Linked DNA regions of Ovis aries: region 1 is linked to region 2. A link is a contact called in public Hi-C data. All regions are on one chromosome and are shown on one strand. Each heading gives the region's core, a stretch centred on a gene start, on an enhancer-like site or on the middle of the called end of the contact. The rest is flanking DNA. Distances are from core to core; before and after follow the strand shown.

Region 1 (4,241 bases), core at 1,552-4,051, 70 kb after region 2:
GCCCCAGCCGGAGTGGCGGGAAGTGGAGGAGTCAAGCCACCAACCTCGTTAGCGCGGAGCGCACGGCTGCGGGAGAGCAATTCTCACCCTTCAACCCGGAGGCCATGCTCCGGATTACAGATTACCCGAGGCCGGGCGCACCGACGAGTGTCACCCATCGCCACCATGCCAGCCCGCCTGGTGGCCGCCAGCATTTTTCTGGCCGGGGGCGGGCAAGCCAGCTCGCCGCTGCCCCCGTGCGGCCGCGGGGGGTCCCTGCAGCTCCCCGAGGCCTCGACGGGCTGTACGGGGAAAGGGAGACTGGCTGCAGGTGTGAGCGGCTCCCAGCACAGCTCCCATTGCACCAGTGTGTGCACGTGACCTTGAGCAACTGCGGCCTCGACTTCCTCATCTGGGAACCGGGATCAGTCTCCCCGTCCCGCCGTGCAGCGGAACCAGATGTCTGGGAGGAGGCGGGGGAATCTACAAACTCTGAATAAAGTAGCCAAACGATGAACCCACGTGGCCACCCCACAAAATTCTGTGTTTTGCCACGGTGGTCCTCAGACGTGTGGAAGAACTTGACTTCCCCCTCGCTACCACCACCATCAGGGTCTCCCCAGGATGAAGGGAAACAACTGGACCACGGTATCCTGGTGAAAGAGTTGGAGGGTGGGCCCGAGCGTCCAGACCCGGGGACGGGGCTGGGAGGAGAGTTCGGTCCAGGTGCGCGTTGTTTTCATGCGTTATTCCCCTCCCCCCACCCCAGCCTGTAGTCCAGGTGGGAAAGTGTGGGACCCGCCCCCAGAGGTTATTTAATTTGGTTTTTCAGGCCCTAGGCCCTAGGCCCTCCTGACTCCTCCCATCCCCCTCCTCCTCCTCCCCGAGACTCCCGGCGGCGATGGAAGCACCGCGTCCTCCGCGCCCTGGCCGCGGTGAGTCTGCTGTCCCCTGCTGAGTGTGAGTTCCCGGAGGCCGCGCCGCGGAGACACCGTGTGGTGCGTAAACGAAAGCGTCCGGCGGAGGCCTAGGGCCACACGGGGGAGGCGCGGCCCGAAGCCAGGCGGTGGAGGGTGAAGGGGAAGCGCCCCTCCCACGAGGTGCCAGGGCCGGCCGGCGGGCCCCCACAGGTAGGAGCCAGTAACGGCCCCCGGCTCGGCCTCGCAGGTCCGTTTCCCTTTTCGTTTGTGGTCGGCCAGGAGCCTTGTGCAAGGCGAGGGGCCGACCCGCGTGCGCTCTGCGGAAGGCGGAGCAGGGGAGTGGGTGGCTCGGGGGCGACTGTCCGCGCCCTGCCCTTCGCCCCTCGGGCGGGCGGGCACCCAGGCGAGTCCTGCTCCCCGCTGGCGCGGGCTCCGACTGCTCCAGGCCCGCCAGCGTCATCGGGAACAGATGGATGGGGGGTGGCAGGCGCCCAGCGCTCCCTCCCGCCGCAATCCGGACTGGCGCGGGGAGGGAAGGGAGGGCGGGAGAGGGAGGAAGGGAGGCGGGGGAGGCTGGGCCGCGGGGACGGCTGCGTGCGCGCCTGCCAAGCGCGGCGCGGGCATGTCCCGGGGCAGGTTTGGGGCTGGCAGAAGCGCGGGCTGGCACCGGCGGCCGAAAGTTGAAACCCGCAGCGCGGCGCTACGGCGGGGTGCTGAGGGGTGGGTACTGGTTTGCCTCCGGGGCTGCAAAGTAGGGAGGCTGTAGATGGAGAGGATTTTCAAAAAGAGGATGTACAGGCAGAGACCCCGGTGCATCCGAGCAACCCTGGGAGCTTGGGACGCGCGGGGTCAGAGCGCGGGGCGCGCCAGGGCCAAGGGGCGTCGGGCGAGGCGGGCCGCCATTGACCCGGCGCTTCCCGGAGACGCGGGGCTGGGGAGGGCTGGTGGGGGGCGCCAGGCTGGTCCTCTGCGCCCGCCGCCGGTGGGGGTGGGGAGGCCGGGGCCCTCCGCTCTGGCCGTGCCGCCTGTGGGTGCCCAGGAATTTCAGGACGCTCCCTGAGTCATTCCAGTCTGTCAAGTGCCTGGGTGAGGTGGTGGTGGCGGTGGTGGTGGGGTGCCAGGAATGGGGAGGCGCTGTTCTGGGGCCGGAGGCCCAGTGGGTCGTGCCAGTTTCTGGAGGCGGGCGGCCTCGCCTCTGACCGCAACCCCAGCTACTTAATGACCCCCCTGGCGGAGCGGCGCCTCCGTGGACTCTCCAGCCGCTGCGACGTGAGTTCTTTAAAAGAACTACTCCGCTGCCCCCCGCACTGTGGCCTTCCCCAAAGTTACTTAGAACGAGAAGGCGGAGCTCCTGGAATTTGGGGGGAAGGTGCGTAGGCCCGAGTCCTTAACATTCAGCTCTTTCAAATTGGGAGTTAAGAGGGGCTAGGGAGGAGAGAGGCACACAGCCTACTTTGCATGCCCCCTCCCGCTCCACTCCTCCCCCCCAGCAGACACCGGCTCTGGAAAAGTTTTACTCCAGGAGGCCTCCAGCACACGTGAGTTTGTCCGCTCACTCCTCGGGGGGTCTGCTGGTTTGTGGCACACGCTGCTCTCGGCACCCGGAAAGCGGTAGGGAGAGGCGCAGGGGCGCTGCTTGCCTGGTGGGCGTGTTGAAAGTGACCGCTCCCTGCTTTTGGAATCCAGTGGCTGGTCTCAGACCCCAGTGTACGTGGGACCCCTGAGCAGTGAAGCCCGGGGTCCCCGGGAGCCTGAGGGTGGCACTTCCCCTACCTGCTGGTGTCCTCGGCTCACCTGGCCGGCCTGTCTGGGGAGGGGCGTGTGCCCGCGCGGGTGTACCCGGGCGCCGGTCGGTGCGCGCGCGCGCGAGCGCGTGTGTTTGCGGCTGAAACCCGACACCTCCCGCTGGCTGAGGTCAGGGAGCCGGGAGCGAGCCAGTGGCCCGAGAGTGGGCGGCGTTGCGTTTGGGTGTGTCCTCGGCGGCGGCGACAGCAGCAGGTGTTTCTTGGCCGGGGCCCCGGAAGCTCCACCTCCCCAGCGGGCCAGAGCCGCCGCCGCCGCCGCCGCCGCCGCCGCCGCCGAGCAGCCCCGGGTGAGATAAGCAGTTTAGACAAACACTGGGCGACGGTGGCTCCAGCATGTGTCAGCCGAGGCGGAGCGGCGGGGCCCTGGCATGAAAGGTGAGCGCTTCTAGCCGGGCGGGGGGCGGTCTCCGCTCGCGCCCCCCTCTCCTCCAAGTTCGTGGGTTTCGCGGGGGCGGCCGCCAACGGCTCCGGGGCAACTTCCCCCGGAGTGTGTACGGCGATAAGAGCCGGGCGGGCGGAGTAGGGACCCAAGGCCCCGCGCCCCGCGGCGGGTCGCAGCCTGGCCGTCCGGCCTCCAGGCGGGGGCTCGGGCCGCCCCGGGGCTCGGGCTCGGTGGCTGTGTTAGGCGAGGGGTGCTTTACGAGCGTGCGGCGGGTGGGGAGCAAGGGAGCTGGGGGGCTCTCGGTGAGCTGTCTACGCTCCGGAGCCGGAGTGAAAACTTTGCGGCGGCGGGGGAGGGAGCGAGGGGGGCGGCGCTGCGCCCCCGCGGCAGGTGCTGGCGGCGGCTGCGGTGGGCGGGGGGATCGCCCGCTGGGGCCGCGAGGTTGGGTTTTTTGTCTCGCTCCCCTCCCCCTTCCCTCCGAGCTAGGGAGACCGCCGGGAGGGCGGGACTGCAGCCTTCAGGTCTCCGACCCCCACGCCTTGCTTCCCAAGGGCGCGCCCCGGGCTCCACGGCTTCTCCCCCGCCTCTCTGCTCCCCCCCGCCCCGTAGGAGCGGGTCCCCTGCCCCTCCCCCCGCTGAAGATGGCTGCCCCGGCCTCCGAGGTGGGAGGTGATTGCATCCGCCGCCCCCCACCCGCGCTGCCCTTGCCCCCCCTCCTCGGCCCTTCCTGCTCCGCCTGGATGCGCCTCCCCGCCCCCAGCCCGGCGGCCGCGCTGATGGGCGGCGAGTGGCCCGACCGAGTGGAGCCGATTCAATTATATTGCAGCAGCAGAGACACCTCGTCGGCCGCCCGCCCGCCTCTCCAGCAGGCTAATTAAATTCCCTCCGTGGAGGCGGAGCGGAGTCGGGCTCGTCCTCCCGCCTCCCCCCTTCCCACTCCCCCTCCCGAGTTTGGGGTGGAGGATTAATGGGACCCCTGAGAAGTGCGCAGAGGAGATGGAGGTGCGGGGTCGTGGGGGGAAGGGGTCGTCCGGATTGGGTGAAGTGTTGCCGCGACACCCCCCACGTGATGAACCGGGGTCCCCTGCCGGAGCGCTGACTCTGAAGTTTGGAGGGCTGTGTGTGCGGCGGGGGAAGCACCTGCCCGCCGGCTGG
Region 2 (4,683 bases), core at 1-2,500:
AGAGTGGGTTGCCATGCCCTCCTCCACGAGATCTGCCCGACCCAGGGATTGAACCCCCAGTAGGGAAGCCCTATTGAGGTATAGTTTGTGTTTAATAAAATGCAGCCATTTAAAGAGTTCTGTTCCTTTGCTGTTGACACATCTGTGCACATCTGTGTAACCAGCATCTCCAACCAGGTGTAGAAATTGCTGTCACTCCAGAAAGTTCCTTCCCAGGTGCACCTGCCCAGCCCCTGCTCTGGGTTCTATTACTGGAGGTTAGACTTTCTCCTTCTTTTCAAGTTGTGGTAAAATACACAAAACATAAGCTTTAGCGTCTCACCCATTTTCAACTATTCAGATCTGCGGCATGAAGTACATGTCCGTGTCACATGCTCATCACCACGGTCCATCTTCCGAAACTGCCACTGTCCGCGTTAGTCCCCTGACCCCCCACCCCAGCCCTTCTGCCTTCTGTGTGTATGACTGCGGCTCCTGCAGGGCCCCCCGTCAGTGGACTCGTGCAGGATCCGTCCTTCTGGGCCGGGCTTCTCTCCCTTAGCACAATGTCAGGGTCCATCCCTGTTGTCGCAGCTGTCAGTGCTTGGATCCTTTTTAAGGGATGACATTCCTGTGTGTGGGTGTGGGTCACGTTTGTTTATGTGTTCAGCTCTTGGTGGCCCTTGAGTTGCACCCACGTTCGGGCCATGATGAACAGTGCTGTGCACACAGGAGTGTCCGCGTCCGCTCACCCGTGCCCTCTGTCCTTCTTACACATCCTCAGGGAAGCGCCATGTAAGTGGCGCTGTGTGTACCCAGGCTGTTCTACAGCCTGGCTGCCTCCACCCTGCATTGTCTGTGACGCTCGTCAGGTTGCTGAGCCATGTTCCTTTGTGCAAGTCAGCACGGTTGTCCATCTGCCCTCCTGCCGTTGGACAGACACCCCGGGGGGCTGTTCTGCATGGGGAGTGAGGGCCTGGGGAGCAAGTGTGGGTGGCACAGCGCCAGCTCCCTGCCGGCTGGCGGGACAGGCCTCGGGCTTCTGCAAGCAGGCCACAGCGCCCAGAGCAGCACCCTAGATCAGGCTTCTCTCTGGTGCAGGGTGCAACTGTAACTGAGACCTGGCCCCTGCCCCGAGGGGCTCTGGGCAAGGAGACAAGGAAAAGAGACTGCCTTGAGATGCAGTGGGTGGGGGGGAGTCGCAAGCAAGGCTTGCCCTCTGAGCTGCTGGCTGGCTCCTCACTTCCTGCTCGACGGTGCCAAGATTATAAACCAGCCAGCGAGCTAGTCCTGCAAACAGGCTTCCTCGCGGAGGCCCACCAGCTGTCAGGCCTGGCTCTCCGCCCGGCGCACCCCTTACAGGCTGCCATCTTGGCCTCCTGGAGCCACTGCCAGGTGTCCTGGGAGGTGGGCTTCTCCCGAACGGGGAGCTTGACCCTCCCAGCTTCCTCCCGCCCTCCTGGGGATGAGGGGTGGAGTCACTGGGGTTACCACCAGAAACCCTGGGCCGTCCCTCCCTTACGGGGAGGCTTTTCCAGGCCACCAAGGGTAGCAGCAGAGGGTAAAGGCTGGCCTCCTTATCAGGGCTCCCTGGAGGGAGGGACAAAAAAACAAAGCCACCGCAGCCTCTGGGCGTGACAGCTGCTGATAAGAGGAAGGCCGGCTGGGTGGTTTGTGGTGACACCCAGTGAAAGCAGAAGTGGGTGGGACCCCCTGCTCATCTGGAGCTGCATGCGGTCAAGACCCCAGCCCCAAACCCAGGGACCAAGAAGCCAAAACAAAGCAGCCCCTAGCCCAGCGCCCCTGGGGATCCACTATTTCACCCCTCCCTCGACATCGCTGGAAGCTCATGCGTGAGGACAGGGCCAGGAGGACCAGTTTCCCAGGTTCCTTCAGGTGGTGGGCCTCCAGGGCCTCTGCCTCTGCCTCCTGACCTGCACTCATGGGGCACCTGCTGTATACCAGGCAGGCCTTCGGTGCTTGTGTGCTGTCTACCCGACCTAGGGACTCAGAGATGCTGGAGGTGGCGGAGGCTGGGGGCTCAGGACAGAGGTGTCTGGAGACGGCCACGAGCACGCAGGCCTTGAGGGCCCCGAGAAGGGGACACAGGGGGGAAAGTGGAGGGGACATGTAAGGGGAAGCGTCCCAAACAGGGAGGCTGGCAACTGCCTGGGGATTAGGAGAACTGGCCAGGTCACCGGCCAAGCTTCTGTGGGTTTGGCCAAAGGCCAGGACGCTCCGAGTTCTCCGCAGGGCCCCGCGGGCTTGTCTCCTTTAGGGAAGTATGCCGATGCTCAGGCTGAGATGAAGACTCCTTCGGAAAGGGGAAGCAGAACCCGTTCAGTGAACTTACGGTGAAGCTGGCTCCAAGGGTGGGAAGAGGCGAGGGCCCTTCCTGAAGCCTCCTCCATTCCCACAGTGTCTGCCACTTGGCAAGCACATATGCTCTGGCGGTCCCTGCCCAACCTTGGGTGGGGACATTAATCACATCTCGGAGATAACAGGGTGCATGGGGTGGGGGCTGGGGTGTTCTACGCTTGTATCCGTATTCAGTGGTGCGAGGAGCCGGACGTGGAGAGAAGTCAGGGGCCATGAGTGACAGGTGGGTGCCGACCCGGGCCACTGGGCCCCTGGACTCCCACCATTGCCCCAGGACGCTCCCTTGCCCGGAATGGGTATCTTTCACCTGTTTCTGCATTCGAGACACGATCCAACCCAACCAAGCAGGGGCTGGGGGACAGGTTGGGGGCTCTGGGGCCTCCATGGAAAAGCAGGCGTGACAGACGCAGCCGCTGGTCAGACTCGATCGGGAAGGCTCCAGAAACTCCCAGACCTGTTGCGGTGGGGGTGGTGAGGTGAGGACTACACTGTGCCTGGGGCACGCACTCTCGAAGTTTGGAGAAGCGGGAGACCACAGGGTCCGAAGCAGCCAGTGTGCCCCCGATGCCATCCGCAGGGCCCATCCCAGCAAGTGGGGCGAGAAGAGGCCTCTGCCCGTCACCTGTCCTGGGAAGACCCCTTAAAGCCGGGGTGCAGTGGGGGACAAAGAAGGGAGGAAACTCCAACCTGCCCTTCGGGGGGCCCCGCAGCAGCTGCGGGTGGTGTTTGCTGGGCAAAGGAGCCGGGGCCTGAGATGGGGCCGCGGGCTCTCTGTGTGCTGCGGTGGTCCCTGCTCCCACTGTCCCCATGACGACGGATCGTCGAGGCCTGGCCATTGTGAAGAACAGCGATCTCGATTGCGATTTTCACAGGCACCGGCCGAGAGGAGTGAAGGGCAGGAGAGGGTCAGACAGAGGCACGCGGCTCGCTCCTAGGAGCTCAGTGATTCTTGGCGCCAAGTCGATCTTTAAAAATTCAAAAGCTAAACGAGGAGACACCGGCCACATTGGCCTGTGGTCTCCTCTGCTGCCTGGGGCTGCAGACCTGGGGGAGGGCAGAGGCCAGGGACGCCTTCTGACTCCAGCTCACTTGGGGAGGGACACTCCCCCTCTGCCCGGAAGCCTCCACAGTACATTCCCTGCCTAGTCTCCAGCCCAGCCCTCCTTCTGAGGCAGCGCCCTGGGTTGCTTTGTATCCAACCTGGGCATTGTTCATTCATTCACTTATTCAGAACTGAGTCCCAAGCACCAGCCACCACACCAGGCACCGCTGAAGTGGTGGTGGGGATGCTAGATCTGAGTCCCATAAAAAAAGACGGAACAAGATGCCAGAAATGTCAGGTGTGAGTCAAGGGGTGAAGCGCCGCAGAAACCCCGCAGTCGAGTGAGAGCACGGAGCGACCGGGGAGGGCGGCGTGCAGCCAGGATGGGCCTTCCTGAGAAGGTGACACTTGACGGGGGCAGGGAGGCTATGTGTCTGGCTGGGGGAGGAGAGTTCCAGGCAGCCAGCACAGCCAGTGCGAAGGCCCCGAGGCAGGAAGAGTCCAGGCTGGCCCGTGTGGCTGGAACAGAGGTGAAGCGAAGGCACGGCCCCGCCCCAGTCTTGCAGGCACTCTGGAGCAGAGTCCAGGCTTGAGCCCACTTCTTCTTGGGGTGGAATTTCCCAGTGGTCACCTGCCTGCCTCCCAGACCTCTCGTCTCCTTTAACCATAGCTGCAAGGGGAGGAGAGAAGGCATGCTGGCCATTCTGAACCATTGCTGGTCCACCCCAAAGCCACCTGTCGCCACCCGGCTGGCCCATCAGCAATGGGTTTTTAATTATCTAAATATTGCCTTTGCCCTTTGCTTCCAGCCGGGACTGCTGAGCTCTGCAAAAGGCAAATGGCTTTCAGTGGCACTGCTGGGGGAGCGGGAAGCTTTGCTCCCTTGCCTGATTACAGCGACTGTAATCTGCTAGGTTTTATTGTTGAGAAGCAATCCAGCAGCGTGGCAGGGAGCGAGGAAGTGTGCAGCAGGGCTGGCACTGACGGTGGGGCCTGAGATACGGAATTGCCCACCGCCACCAACAGCCATTTCCCTCCCCACCGCGCCCCCCCACCCCCGGCAGGCCTCAGCGCTGGTCGCAAGTGTCCTTACTTTGTCTTGAACCATAGCCAGGGTCCAGTTTGTAGCTGGGGAGGCTGGGCCAGGGCCTGGGTGTCGTCCACCGAAGGCCTCAAACGAGCTGGCCTTGGGAAGCAGATTTGATTTTGGACTTCACGACTCTTCCGGGGCCCAGGGAAGAGGCGGTGGGGCGGAGAGCAGGTGTGCCTGCTTTCAGGAAAGA

Evidence for each region. Hi-C and Micro-C count contacts between places; a contact is called where the count stands out from the background.
Region 1: a Hi-C map of liver shows a contact between it and region 2, with 2.4 times the contacts expected there. The contact joins two enhancer-like sites. A contact is called at or near these places in 7 of 16 Hi-C or Micro-C datasets (blood, hypothalamus, liver and 2 more).

The regions. Positions count from the first base shown.
Region 1 is chr14:11,142,945-11,147,185 of ARS-UI_Ramb_v3.0, forward strand. All of the region lies in intron 2 of GSE1 (Gse1 coiled-coil protein), which reads left to right. Among named protein-coding and RNA genes, the nearest start is that of GINS2, 86 kb to the right of the region's middle. Within about 2 kb of position 2,802, at least 15 of the 54 cell types and tissues checked have an H3K27ac peak or open chromatin away from gene starts, as enhancers often do. A contact at or near this core is called in liver, where this site is marked.
Region 2 is chr14:11,074,236-11,078,918 of ARS-UI_Ramb_v3.0, forward strand. The region is part of intron 2 of GSE1 (Gse1 coiled-coil protein); the gene reads left to right. It overlaps LOC132657667, which reads left to right. Exons shown (of 3, transcript XM_060397888.1): 3 at 1-116. Among named protein-coding and RNA genes, the nearest start is that of GINS2, 150 kb to the right of the region's middle. Within about 2 kb of position 1,251, at least 13 of the 54 cell types and tissues checked have an H3K27ac peak or open chromatin away from gene starts, as enhancers often do. A contact at or near this core is called in liver, where this site is marked.